Regions from separate parts of the Mus musculus genome. Here all the other regions are linked to region 1. A link is a contact called in public Hi-C data. All regions are on one chromosome and are shown on one strand. The core of a region is the stretch at or near the end of the contact, and the rest is flanking DNA. Distances in the headings are between cores, read along the strand shown. Region 1 holds the start of Ube2n (ubiquitin-conjugating enzyme E2N). Region 2 holds the start of Poc1b (POC1 centriolar protein B). Region 3 holds the start of Atp2b1 (ATPase, Ca++ transporting, plasma membrane 1).

Region 1 (4,719 bases), core at 1,366-3,865:
GCCATTGTTAGGTAACGTTAGTTCAAACCTGGGACAAACGGCTGAGGTACCTATCTAATATATCAAAGCAGACCTAGCTGCCAGGTTCTCCCAGCATCCCAAAGCCCCTACCTGTTACAGGACTCTCCTGGCCAAGCTAGCATACCCAGCATCCTACCTTAAACTTCTCCATCCTGGCGGCTGGGCTGCCCTCCCCTGTATAATCCAACCGTTTTGGTTACATGGCCTTTTACGCTTCTCTGGGCTTCCGGGCTGCTGCACCTGGTTCTCCTGTCTCCTTTCCCCTCCCCCTCTCCTCACGTAGCCCAACTCAAGTCTGGTCATGTCCACTCTGGACTTTCCCAGACATCAGTCTGGCTATGCTCTCCCTTTTTTGTTTTTGTTTTTGTTTTTCGAGACAGGGTTTCTCTGTGTAGCCCTGGCTGTCCTGGAACTTACTCTGTAGACCAGGCTCGCCTCGAACTCAGAAATCCACCTGCCTCTGCCTCCCAAGTGCTGGGATTAAAGGTGTGCGCCACCACCACCCAGCTATGCTCTCTCCCTTTTATCTACAGTAACCTTTCTCACCCACTGTACCTAGGACCAGTGGTGTTCCTTTCCTTTTTCCTTTTGTTTCATTCAGGTGGGGCTTGTGGTTTGACAGACATGCCTGGGAAAGGAGCTGAACTATTTTGTTATAACCTTGGACAATGTTAAGTCTATCTAAACAGCAGTCTCGTGAACAGAGCTATGGAGATATGGCTTTGCAGTAATGGGTACTTGTTGCTCTGGCAGAGGACTCACAAGGTGGCTCACAACCTTCCTTAGCTCCAAGTCCAGTGGATCTGACTCCTGAAAGCACCGGCCATAAGTTAGTGTTATCAACTTGATAAGATCTAGAAACACCTCTGGGCCTGCCTGTGGGGACTGTCTTGATTTAATTGATGGATACCCATCTTAATTCTAAACAGGAAAAATGAAGAAAGCTGAACACTAACATGTAAGATTCATTGCTCTCTGTTTCTTTTTTTTTTTTTTTTCTGAGACAGGGTTTCTCTGTGTAGCCCTGGTTGTCCTGGAACTCACTCTGTAGACTAGGCGGGCTTCAAACTCAGAAATCTGCCTGCCTCTGCCTCCCAACTCTATTTCTGATTATGAATTTGATGTGACCAGCTGGGATTGTCTCCCTGTGATGCAACTTGGGGCTAAAATTAACCCTTTTCCTTTAAGTTGCTTTTGGAGGGTGTTTTACCACAGCAACATGAAAAGAAATGGAAACACCCAGCGATCCTTGTGAGACACCTCCACTTTTAGGGCCCTCATTCTATGAGTAATCCAACGCCTTTGGGGATTACAGGCTTTTCTATCCCCTTGAGAAGGCTAGGCTGACTTCAAATTGGCAATTCAGAAGACGAGGCCTAAATCCCTGTTTCTAAGAACTAGGCAAGTCCAGGCCTCAGAAGCTGCCCCACCACCTGGCCTGAAGCAAGGACAGTGGGTCAGCAGTAGTTTCCAGACTTCCTCAGCAACAGTTTTCAGCCACTCATGTCCCCACCACACCCCTAATGTGCTTTAAATCTGAACTGTGAGCTCACTTCCAGGTCTCCATCTTGGAATGAGAGACCCTAGCAAGCTGGACTTCTGCAGAATAAAGCCCTCTCTGCGTTTACATACCGTTTGGGTCTGGGGTATCATTCTTCAGCGAATCATGCATGGACCCTTACACTCTAATCAGATCCTTCTTCTAGTTAGCACGTAAATCTCGATTGCTAGGCTCAACCTTAAGTGGTGGCACAAGCCTAGCTCTACTCAGGGGGCAGAGGCAGGAGAATCACGAGTTCCAAGTCAGCTCGGTGCGTACAGAATAGAGAGCACCAGGCCAGACTTGGTTACATAGGGAGCCCTTTCTCAGGAAAACCAACAACCACAAAGATTAAATATCCTGCAGGATCCAGGCGTTTAGAGGCCGTGCCTTTTGCCTCCTCCCTTGTTCCGAACTCTCTTTTGGGGAGCGCCAGAGAGGCCCCCTTTTTTATGTGAAATTTAAACGTTTAGAAAAAATTTTTTTTGTCGCGGGTGTGTGTGTGGTCCTTGGCAAGCAGCGTTATTCCCAGTTAGAAGCTTTGGTATTGACTTCCGGCCTGTTCGCCACCGAGGAGGAGCGCGCGACCCGCCTGCCCTGTCCGCAGGGAACCGCTGCAGCGCCAGCCCGCCACGCGCACTGCGGACACGCTGAATGAACAAACGGAACGAATGAATGAATGGGCTGCGTCGGGGGCCGGGCCTTTGTTACGTCGCCCCCCGACGCAGGCGTGGTCGCACGTACAGCGCTCGCTCGTGGACGCCGGCCGCCCAGTGTTGCCGATTCTGCCACGGGCCAAGAAGCTCGGCGCCGCCTCGCGCCGCCTCCCCCCAAGTCCCTGCCCCGCCGCGGAGCGTCACTTCCGCCACCCCCGGCTGGGGTTGGGGCGGGGAGCGCGGGGGAGGGGGCCACCAGGTCGGAGGGAAGGCTGTCGGAAGCCCGCGTCCTAGCAGGGACTACATTTCCCGAGGGGCCTCGGCGGAGGTAGCGACAGGCGGGCGCGGCGACGTTCCCCGGAAGTGGAGCCCGGGACTTCCACTCGAGCGTGAGGAGAGCGGAGCCGGAGACAAGAGCAGAGGCCGAACTCGGGATCTGACAAGATGGCCGGGCTGCCCCGCAGGATCATCAAGGTAACCGCCCAGGCGGGCTTCGGGCCACTGGCTCTGCTCCGGCGCGCCGGGCCGCGCGGCCGTCCGCTTCCCTCCGCAGCCTCCGAGAGGCCTCTCTAAGGCATCGCGGAGAAGGGTCCGGCCTCGGCGGCGAGGAAGTCGGGCGCTGAGGAGGGGGCGCCGGGGAGACTTCCGGCCGCCTCTGAACGCCGGACAAGCGGGACGCCCGGGCGGTGCGGCCGCGGCCGGGGAGGCCCTGGCGGCTGCCCGGGAGAGGGCGGGGCTGCGGGCTTCGGGCTCTGGCGCGGGACCGGTGCGGGCCTCGGCGGCTTCTGTTCCTCCGCGGGGCGGGAATCGCGGCGTGGCCTGGACTCTGGGCGCGGGTGGTGGCCCGTGGCCGGCCGCTCTGCCCCGGAGCTCCCTTCTCTTCCTCCGCAGGGGCTCGGGGCTGCGGCAGTCCCGGGTGCGGAATGAATGGACCGACCCCGAGAGCCGGGCGGGGCCGCGGGCCGGGAGAGGCCGCTCCGGGAGGGCCACGGGGTTCTGCCGGCGACAGCACAGGTTGGTCCTGGCTGCCCCGCACCTCCTAGCGACGTCCGGGGCTGGCCGCCCGGTTGCCCTGGCTTCCGCGTTCGCTTCCCGGTGTTTCTGCTGGGTAGCGCTGTGATTGTACTTCGGCTGGCTAACTCTTTGGAGACTGTTCTCTTCTCCGAGGCAAGGGCCTCAAGGGCCTCGGTTATGGGGATGATCTGTGAAACAGTTTGCCTCTCAGCTTTTGTGCGCCTTATTTGAGCGGCCCTGGGGCTCTTTAGGGATACTGAATTTTGATAAATACATAAGGAACCACGGGGGTATAAACCTCGTATCTTGATTTCCTAAAATCTTTACATAACACCATTAAGTCTTCATAGTGTTATAACCCAAGAAAACTAAATTTTTAACATTTTTTGGCATCTGTTTTTTTTTTTAATGTAGGAAATTGGTTAAAAAAATCTTGCACTGCCCAGTTTGCCAGCTAAGTGCTCAAATTGAAGCTTCACTTTGCTTGCTGTAATCCACTGAACATATATTTATAGCATTGTTCCACTCTTCCAAAGTTTTAGGGGAGATTTGTACAAAGTAAGTGGAGGGCCTCTTTGAAGGGTGTGAGACACTGTAGTTCTTCAGGCAGTCACAAATGTCTGTGAGGCTGGGGTGTCATTGACAGAAAGGTGCTTGAATTAGAAAAACAAGCCCTTTCATAGGATAAAAACTCTTACAAAGGAAGAATACATTTTCCACGAGCACTGGAATCTCCTTTTTAAATTTGTTTTATTTATTTATTTATTTACTTATTTATTGGTTTTTCTCTGTGTAGCCCTGGCTGTCCTGGAACTCAGAAATCTGCCTGCCTCTGCCTCCCAAGTGCTTGGACTAAAAGCATGCGTGTGCCACCACTGCCCAGCGAGCACTGGAATCTTAAAACAAATGTTTATTGCTGTGTTATGAATCTTAGAACATTTCCAAGTAGGTTTTTGGGCATTGGAAGATCCCGAATATAGTTTAGTTCTGATATATGCACATAGCCACTAGTGATCATGTAAACCAAGATTCCGTTTGATAAATGGCTGCTTCGCTTCACAGGCCATCAAGTTTTTATTTGTTACTTTGGTTATTGACTAGACATAGCAGAGATTGATAATGAATACAGTTCTGTAAAATGCCCAGTAAACTGAACAGTTGATATTGATACTCTGCAGTAATATGAAGGCCTTGACTGAGAAAATAAACTCTGTGGAATATATTTGTTATAAGCTTACAGAAATGCTTTACAGCAGAAAATTCAAGTGCTCTTCAATTCATTTGGCACCCAATGCTTAAGTATACATTTCCTTTTGCTTATTTAAAACAAGATAGTGGCAAACCCATGCTGTAATATATAATCTTCACTTTATAGTACTTTATTATACTTATTTAATACTAATTGACTTTAATACTTTTAGCTTTAAGGGACTATTTTTTTCCAAACCACTAGGGCAGATTAAGAGATTAGGGTTTTGGTTTTTTGGT
Region 2 (4,719 bases), core at 1,521-4,020, 3.6 Mb after region 1:
TGTTGATATGGCATGTGATAAAGGTGTCCTGTGTAGGACAAGCATTCACAGACTCTTAGTCCCAGCACTTTGACCAATTGTGGGTCTCTGCACTGACTGCTGCCGACTGTAAAAGGCTGCTTCTCTGAGCAATGTTGTGAGTAGCCCAGGCCTATGAGTATAGACATAAACGCTTAAAAGGCAACTGGACAATGTGAGCATTTAGTATAGTTACAGTGGCAGGCTACAGTCCAGAGCCCATCTCTTCATCTATTTAATGTAAAGCATGTCTATTCATGAACTAAACCAGCAGTCCAGTTTTGTGTGCCACTGACCCTTAAATAGCTTACACAACATTATCGTGGCAACAGAGGACTGATACAAAAGGAACTCAGTGAGTAGCTGTGGAATACCTACCTACCACAGGTACAGGGATGGTTTACAGTGACAAAGAAGGGTGCTTTTATAACCTGCTTTACCTCCTGGCTTTCCGGCTTGCCTACCTTTAACAACTCGTTTGTGATAACTGAAGATTTCAAAATAGTACTCAATTAGAAAAAAAAAACCCTCCGTTTGTCTTTTCTTTGACTTCATCTCTCCAACCTCCTGTCTTTGAATCTGCTATGCCCAATATTAGATGTAGCTATGAGAGATCCAAAAGCCTTGATTTCTGGTTTTAACATTGGAGTATTTCCCTGTGATCAAATATACAAGAAATAAACATCCACTTATTCTGCTGACCTAATGCAAATCTAATCACACAACTTGGTGTGTGTGTGTGTGTGTGTGTGTGTGTGTGTGTGTGTGGCCTATTTATTTGTTCACAATTATCACATAACTTGCATGTATCAAAATTTCATCTGCTTTTATGGCCAAATGCTATTTCTATTATGTACATTTTATTTACCCACTCATTTGCTGGATATTAGTTGTCTCTCGTTTTTGCCTGCTGCTTCTAAGGCTGCAAACTCTAGTGAATACAGATGTTTGGTCCCTGTCTTGCTGGATCATGAGTAAATTATTTCATTTCTGAGTAAATGCCGTACTGTTTTTTCCCACAATTCCATACCACTTTTATGTTTAATTGGCATCCAAAACTAAACATTTTTTTAAAAGGGAAACATAGAATGGCAAAATCACAGGTTGCTGGTACCGATTCTCATTTCATTCTGTCTCTGCCTCATACACATATGAGAAGTGGAGACTGACTCTGTGTGTTCGAGTGCTGGAGATCAAATCCATGTTTTTCTGTGTTAACCATATTCTCTATCCCCGACCTACACCACTGCCCTCCATCACAGCAAGACCCTTAACACATCCCTTCCTCTATTAGAGCAACATTTTCCACGTACACAGCCAAGACTCCTATAGCAAAACCTAAGCAGTTTGTTATACCTGTAGGGCTCTAGGTTCTGCCCCATATATGCTGAATCAGCATCTTTGGCAACTAGCATCAATTATACTAAAACATGAGACTCCTTAAGGTAGAATACAGCAGGGTTGTCGTCTGTTTTTTATTTGCTTAACAGAGTTCATGTAGCTTAGACTGGCATCAAACTCACAGTATAGCCAAGGACAACCTTATGCCTCTGATCCTCCTGCCTCCACCTCCCCAGGGCTATAGTTACTGATGCCAGGTTGTGTTGATGAGGGCGCTGGGAATACAAGCAAGGGTTTAGTTCATTAGGCACTCTCCAACTGAGCTACATCCCAGTGCCAAGTTCTTGAGGGGAGGGAACTATGTTGGCATTCAGGGGTTTGTTTTGTTTATAACAAAGTTTAGCCCTTGGTGTCAAACATATAACAGATATTTAACATCCACCCATGTGTCAAACTAATACGGTATTGCACTTACATAATTGCTATATAGTGGTTAAGACTAAACGCAAATACAGCGAGGGAACCTGTAATTACTACACTTTTTATTTACACACAACATGTACCTTACCAGTTTATCACGACATTCCACTGCCAAGAAGTTGTGTTCCGTATGTAATTTTCAGCTGAGTCTTTTATGCTCCGGGGCAGGGTTTAATGCTGTTGTTTGTTGTCGAGGGGTATGAAGAAGCATCAAAATGTGGCCTTCCATGTACAAACTGCCACCGACAACATTCTCTAGCTTTGAAACCCTGTTGCTGAAGCACAAATGATAGTATGTGTGGGGAAAAAAAAAAGTCTAAAGTGGGGACCGTTATTGTAACCACGTGGTCTAGAAACTTTAAAGTTTCCAAGTCTTCCGACCACTTCAGGTGTGTGTGTGAGTTTAATAAGGCATATGCAAACAAGCGGTTGAGAACAGAATAAATCAAATAGATAATAGAATACTATTGAATAAAGAAAAACAGGGTGAACATGTGAATAAAATATTACCCATCATGTGCTGCCAGCATTTGTATCTATAGTACGTGCAAAACCAGTAATTGAACACAAGGAACTTAGTCCCGCTCAACGTCCTGTTACTGTCTAGCTTGTGCACCCAAGCTCCCCTCTCCGGAGTAGCCGAGTTGGGCGCCGTTCTCTTTAAGGTGTAATAGAATCCTGATTGCATCGATCACCGACTCTCCTCCGCTTCGCCACCACCGATCACATCTCTCTCTCTCTCCAAGTCCCAACCCGCTTCCCGACAACAACCCGGTAGTCCGCTACCTCCGAAGCTCGCGGGGCTCGCTGTGTGCGCGCGCGGCGGACCCCCCGCGGCGCGCTCCCGCCAGGCTCTCGGCTGTCGGCAGCGCGCGCGCGCGCGGCGTCTCGGGGCTCGTCTGGCCACGCCTGGAGCGCGGGCTTTGATTGGGCCGCCGTTGTTGTAGTGACCGGGAAGCGCCCGCACTCCAGTCTGACGGTTCCGGGCGCCGCACGGTCCCCCCTCGTCCCCACCCCTCCCTGGTCCCCCAAGGCCCCGGGCGCCGTCCGCTCCCCGCATGGCCTCCGGCCTGGTAAGGTCCCCGCCGCTACCGGAGCCGATCATCCTTGGGCGGCGGGACCGGGAGGAGGGGAACCACGCCGAGTCTGGCAGGCCTGGGAGGTAGCCCCGAGACCCGGAGCTCCGCAGCTCGCTCACCTCCCCGGAGCGGGACGCCGTGCCCGGGTTGAGCGGTGAGCGCTGCTCCCGGAGAGATCCCGGCGCTCGGGGCTGAGGCGGAGCTGGCTCCGGGACTCGCCGGCTGGGTTCCCGCGGCGCGCCTGCGTCAGAATCACCAGGGAGGTTTAAAGAGCGCGGGAGGCTTCGGCGAGCATCTGCAGCTCGGTGCGGTGGGCGGGTCCCTCGGCGGCTCGCCCTGGTGCCTGGGCTGGGGGTTCCTCCCGATGGTGGGGACCCCTCCGGATGGAAGCTGGGGCAGTGCCCGAGCCTCTCAGCCGGGTTGTAATGCCCACGCCTCTCTCGCTGCCCGCTGATGCTGCGGGGTCCTCCTCTTCGATCCCGGGGGACAGGCAACGTTGACGTCTGATGTCGAGAGCTGGAATTCTGCACCTGCTTTCAAACCTAACAACTTTCCATCCTAGGAGGATCCGATTCTGGAACGTTCTTTTAAAGGTCACAAAGCTGCCATCACCTCCGCTGACTTCAGCCCCAACTGCAAACAAATTGGTAAGTTGTTTTTGTTTTTGTTTTTCCTTTCTTTCTTCTTTCCTTTTCTGACAGTAACCAAAGCTCACTTGGCAGAAAGCCTTTCTTCCATCCCTGCCTGAGTGAGCCAGGCGCGATGGGATGTACCCGGCCACTCTGGGTCCCTGGGTCTTTGCTGGGTAAGGACTCGACTGGTCCCGGCCTGACAGACAACTTTCGTGAACTAACCACCAGGAGGAGTGAGTGGGAAGGGGAGGGGTTTGTGATCGGCCCGAGGAGGGTGGAGTATTGGCTGGAGAGTTTGTGAAAAGTTCTGAGACGAGCAGGAGGAAGTGGGGACCGACCAGTTGAGCACCACCAGAGGCCGGGGAGCGAGGGGGTCTCAAGTGACCCCTGGGAAACTCCGGTGTCGGAAAGGAGCCGAGCGCCTACATGAAAGGAGGAACCTTCTCGGAAGTTCGCCCCTACCTGAGCCGGGAACTCCAGCTTCAGGATCCGCGGCGCTTTCCCCGCGTGCTGGCTCGGTGGCCGCGTCTACACACGACCCGTGAGGATCCGGATGGCCGTGAGGTGGACCTGGGCAGGCAAGAGCTGCCTGCTGCTGGCCCTTTTAACACTGGCTTATATTCTGGTGGAGTTCTCAGTCTCCACTTTGTATGCCTCTCCAGGAGCCGGCGGTGCCAGGGAGCTGGGGCCAAGGCGGCTCCCGGACCTTGATACAAGGGAAGAGGATTTGTCTCAGCCTCTTTATATAAAGCCCCCTGCAGATTCCCATGCTCTTGGGGAATGGGGGAGAGCAAGCAAACTCCAGCTCAACGAGGGGGAACTGAAGCAGCAAGAAGAACTTATTGAGAGATATGCCATCAACATTTACCTCAGTGACAGGATCTCCCTGCACCGCCACATAGAGGATAAAAGAATGTATGAGTGTAAAGCCAAGAAGTTCCACTACAGGTCGCTCCCCACCACCTCCGTTATCATCGCCTTCTATAACGAAGCCTGGTCCACTCTGCTTCGGACCATTCACAGTGTTTTAGAAACTTCTCCAGCTGTGCTTTTAAAGGAGATCATCTTGGTGGATGACTTGAGTGATAGAATTTATTTGAAGGCGCAACTTGAAACTTACATCAGCAACCTGGAGAGAGTTCGCTTGATTAGAACCAATAAGAGAGAGG
Region 3 (4,719 bases), core at 1,280-3,779, 3.4 Mb after region 1:
ACAACTATGTTCTGGGACATGCATGTTTTCACTTGTGGGTACATCTTTGGATACCAATAAAAATTTCACTGCAATCATGCTCTATAGTAAGGAGTTTCGGTGATTTTTCGTGAGCATATACTCTACAACATGCATCTTATGAGTTAGAATTACAGCAAACCCACAAAGTGAACAGATTCTAGTTTAGTCTATTATGGGTTTTGCTGGTGCAGCATGCAATGATTCACTTAATACTTTAATGTCAAATTCTTGATTAAAATAGAATGCATAATTCAATTTTCTATGGGGACTTCCTTGGAGAAAAGCGGGGAAGTAGCCAAGAGTTCATAAATGTGTCTGCGTTATTCTAAAAGATACTTCGGGGTGAGAAAATACTGGAAATTACCTAAATGAAATTTAATTAATTTGTTTTTCTAATTGTAGATTTGAAATAGTAGCAGGAAGGGCTATTTATTGTATCACATCAACCAATTCTCTGTGATAAACAGAGAGAGAGAAATACCCAGTGCCAGTTTTACATGTCAAGGGCACAGCTCAGAGGTTGGTAATGTCTACCCTGGTGGAAGATATAAATGGAAAAATTATTTTCAGCAGTTTTATCATGGAAAATTTGCTTTTAAACTCAAGTATTTTCTTTTCAAGCCTTTATATTATTTTAAAACAAATGCTACCCGACAGGGAACATACATAATGCAGTACTTGTCTTACCGGTGTGCTTTGGAGAAGACTATGAAACTACCAATTCTTCCAATTCAGGGTTGAAAAAAGCAAAACAAAACACTTACAGATCACTTTTTTTGATGTTTTTTTCTCAAGCTAAGTGATGCTGAAAATAACACGGATAAGGTCTAAATTGTTCGGGGGAAGGGGGAACCTTTAGTTCAAGCAGAGATTACAGAAAGATGGGACAGGATACACATCTTTAAATGTGTGGATACAGTCAAGAATATCCTTTTTTAAAGTAGAAGTAATCATGAGCGGTTTTCTTTTGAACTGGTTGGACCAGAGTCGGCTACCTTTTACCGTCTAAATACTGCACGGTACTCTGCATGATTTTTTTTTTTTTTCTTGTTCCTTTCTCCTCGGGAAAGATGAGGGCAGGATTTAAGTATTATGAATTAAAGACCCACTAGCTCGCCACAGGTAGGAAAAAAAAAAAAAAAAAAAAAAAAAAAAGCAGCAGCCGCAGCAGCAAACCCAAAAGAGAAACACGAGGACTTCAAGCGGACCTTGCGAGGCCTGCTTGCACCGGCTAGAGGACACGGTTTGGGCGCTGCAGCGGGGATCCCCGGTGTCGGTGGCCGGGCCAGCGCGCCTACAGGGCGAGTGGGCTCTCTTCCCAAAAGGGAAGGCACTTTGGCTGTCGGGCGAGTGCGTCACCGTCCGGGACAGGAGACAGGTCCGCTAGGGAGTGGGCGCCGAGCCGCTCTCCCGTCCCGTGACCCGGCATCGCCTCCACCCGGGGGCGACTCGAGCGGGACCCCAAGTGAAGGGCGTCCCACTGCGGCGGCACTCGTCGCTCTCCGGCTTCCTCACGTTGCAGGAGCCGCCGGGCCGCGCGCCCAGGCACCGGCGGTGACGGACGGAGTCACCGCCCCCTCCTCCCCCGCCGCCCCCTCCCGCGGCCCTCCCCGGCCCCGACACGTCATGGAAACACAGACGTCAGAGCCCCGACGGCCAATCGGAAGCCGCCGCAGGAGGGGAAGGGAGGGGGCGACAGCGCAGGAGGGGGCGGGGGCAGCCGGGAGCCCGGCGCGCAGGGAAGGAAGAGAGGGAGGGGCGCGCGGAGGCGCGAGTCGCCCGCCCCGCACTACAGGCCACCCTTTCCACACCGCGCGCTGCAAGTTCTGATCCCCGCCGCCTCACCCCACCCCGGGCGCGCGCTCGCCAGGCGGGGCCGCGCTCGCCGGATCCTCCCCTTAAACGCCCTCTCCGGGAAGCGCCAGTCCCGGTCCGAGCGGCGCTACCTCCGCTCGTGCGCGCGCGCGCGCCCGCCCGCCCGCCCTCAGGCTCCCCGCGGGCCGCGTCACGTGACCGCGCCCAGCCAAGGCGGCAGCGGCGGCCGCGCGAGCATCCGCAGCGGTGGCAGAGGCAGCGGGAGCAGCTGCGCTGCCAGCGTGGAGCGGGAGGCGTGGAGGTGTGGAGAAGAAGGGAGCGTCGGACCGGAACGGGTGAGCGCCCTCCTCCCCCCTTGCCTGCTCGGGCGGTCTCGCGGGTCACCCGGTGCACACCGGGCCCCTGCCCCGGAGCTGGCCGTTGCCCCTTGAGCTCCGCGTCTGCGGACCGGTGTCCCCGGACCCCGCCCCGGGTTGCACCCCGCCCGTTGCTGCTGCTGTTGCTGCTGCTGCGGACGCCGGCGCGGGGCCGGTTGAGCTGCTGTGCCGAGCGCGGCGCGCCCTGAGCGCGGCTTTGCGGAGCGGAGGAGGCGGGTCCTGCGGGGACGCGAGCGGCCACTCGGCGGCCGCCGGGCTCTGGGCGGGGGCCGGCCGGGCGCCGCCTCCTCCTCCTCCGCCGCCGCCTCCTCGCGGTGCAGCGTGAGTAGGGAGCCCCGGCTGGTGGACGCCGAGTCTCTGGGCTCCGCCGCCGCCGCCTCCTTCCCGAGGTGCAGCCGCACCTCCGCGTGGCGCCCCGAACCCAGCGAGCCGGCTGCGGGCACGTCCCGCGACCCCTCGCCGCCATCCCCCGGACCCACCCGCCTAGCTTTCCTTGATTCTTCCCCTCGGAAAAAATGGTTCCCGCTGCGGGCGAGGTGAGTGGCGGCCGGTGGCTGCCCGCGGCGGGGGCGGCCACCTGCGGGGGAGGCCGGGTGGGGCGCGCAGGGCGCGGCGGGGGTCCTGACAGCTGGGCGCGGGGTGGAGCGCGGCGGGTCCCCGCGAAGTTGGCGGCGCCGCCGGGGTTCGCTCCTGCTAGGAGACCGTAAAGGTGAGGAGGCTTCCTCTCCGCGCGCCTCGGCGCCGGGTCCAGCTCGGAGTCGCCGTCCCGGTGGCTTCTCGTCTACACCCGAGGGCTCTCGGACTTCGCGGGGCTGCCCCTGCTGCCGCCACAGCCCATCTGAACACCGGTCGCCCCTACCCCGGCATGTGGTGACCTTGAGGGCAGCGGTGCCCCGGCACTCCCTCTTCCTGCGACCCGGGAGGGTCACCCATTTAATCCCTGGCTTGGGCCCCCGGGAGGTACTGCCCGTGCAAGGTGAAGGTTTGTCGTCGGCCCCCCGGAGAGGATGGTGTGATAGATGCCTGTCAGACAGGACGGTGACTCCCGGGGAGTTGAAGAGCCGCCTGGACGCTCTCTTCAGGTCTTGAGTCTGGCCCCCCAGGATGTTCACGGGTGCTTCCGATTCATGTTTATGTACTTAGTTTAAAAGGGGGAAAATCTGCTCTGTCCTCGGAAAGGGTCAGTAAGAAAGGAGGGTGGCATTCCTATTGCGGGGGTGGGGGGGGCGGAGGTGGCGGGGGCTTCTTCTCTATTTCATCTTGCAGGAGAATTTTGTGTCTTAGCTAGTTAGCGACCCCTGGGTCTGCGCCTCGGTCTTTGCCCAGGTTGGTCTCTGCACATTTCAGTCACCAGTTTACTGCGGGACTCTAGCATTGGGAATGCTTTTGCTGTTGCGGTGATCGGACCCGCAAGGGGAAGCTGGGGCTGGTCTGCGTGGGTAAAAGGGTCTGCAGGACCTTGGTAAGGACGCGAACCTCCTCGGTAGGCTGTTTTTTTTACCCTTCCTAGGGGTTAGAGCGCTGCAGACAGCCACCTTTGGCTGCTATGCATGCTACTTTTCTGGGTTTATTAATAATCTAATGACTCCTGTCGGTATCGATTGCTGTTCCTGATAAATTAGTTATATGGATTTTTTTTTTCATACGAGTGGAGGTATATGCATGTCTGGACTGTCTGCCTTTCAACATGGAAGGCTTTGTTGTGCTTCACCTCCCCCACCTGAGGACAGTCTTACTTTAAAATAAGGTTCTTGATCCTCAGCGTAGGTGTATTTTATAATAATAAGTACTTGTAAGGACCTGGTTTGTACAAAGCGCGCATAGGGCATCCCTTTGGATAGTGGCCCATTTGAGTGAATGGAGAGCCTTCACTTGCCCTGCCACCAGCTTTCCCTAGGGAGACTCCCTGTCCTTGTGTGTGGCAGAGCCGGATTGGGGGAATTAAAAGAGGGATTGGAAGGGGGAGAATCTGCTTTTTGTACTTGTATGTTTCATTTAGCACCCATCCCTTTTTTTCCCCTTCCTGGTCAGTTCAAATTTGAAGTAAATAGAAATTTTTTTTTTTTTTTCTTGTTGAGAGCTTTTGAAAGCTGGTGTAGGAAATTGGGCCTTTTAAGCCATGTTTTCAGGGAGATGTTTTACTTTCTACCGTGCTTTGGATAAAACAGTTAAATGGCTGTCATAAAGGGTGGATCTCTGTCCCGATTTTGGCTTGGGTGTAACTGCAAAGATCTTCGAAAAGTAACTGTTATTTCCTACCATATACTCTGCAAAAGTGAGTCACATTCGGGTGAGCTGAGGACAGAGCGCCACCTTTGATCTAAAATTTTGTTATCCCCCCTCCCACCCCCGATCAAATGATGAAAATTAAGAGTACGCCTTCATAATGCTGTCGTCCTCAGCCGTGTGCCCCCTTAGAAGTAAGGGAGAATATGTCTTCATTTTTCTATAATTTCAAGACCTTGAGAGGAATTTCAGCCACTGTATGGGAAACTACGGTGTTTTG

The links. Hi-C and Micro-C count contacts between places; a contact is called where the count stands out from the background.
Region 2: a contact with region 1 is called in a Hi-C map of CD8 T cells, with 5 times the contacts expected there. The contact joins the promoter of Poc1b here to the promoter of Ube2n in region 1. A contact is called at or near these places in 1 of 39 promoter capture datasets (pre-B cells) and 1 of 484 Hi-C or Micro-C datasets (CD8 T cells).
Region 3: a Hi-C map of CD4 T cells shows a contact between it and region 1, with 7 times the contacts expected there. The contact joins the promoter of Atp2b1 here to the promoter of Ube2n in region 1.

The regions. Positions count from the first base shown.
Region 1 is chr10:95,512,547-95,517,265 of GRCm38.p6, forward strand. It overlaps Ube2n (ubiquitin-conjugating enzyme E2N), which reads left to right and starts at 2,616. Exons shown (of 4, transcript NM_080560.3): 1 at 2,616-2,691. The coding sequence starts at 2,662. It overlaps Gm46239 (a long non-coding RNA gene), which reads right to left and starts at 1,710. Exons shown (of 2, transcript XR_001779843.2): 1 at 1,654-1,710.
Region 2 is chr10:99,104,312-99,109,030 of GRCm38.p6, forward strand. Poc1b (POC1 centriolar protein B) reads left to right here and starts at 2,771. Exons shown (of 12, transcript NM_027740.7): 1 at 2,771-2,912; 2 at 3,481-3,565. The coding sequence starts at 2,898. It overlaps Galnt4 (polypeptide N-acetylgalactosaminyltransferase 4), which reads left to right and starts at 3,824. Exons shown (of 1, transcript NM_015737.4): 1 at 3,824-4,719. The coding sequence starts at 4,104.
Region 3 is chr10:98,912,623-98,917,341 of GRCm38.p6, forward strand. It overlaps Atp2b1 (ATPase, Ca++ transporting, plasma membrane 1), which reads left to right and starts at 2,530. Exons shown (of 21, transcript NM_026482.2): 1 at 2,530-2,749.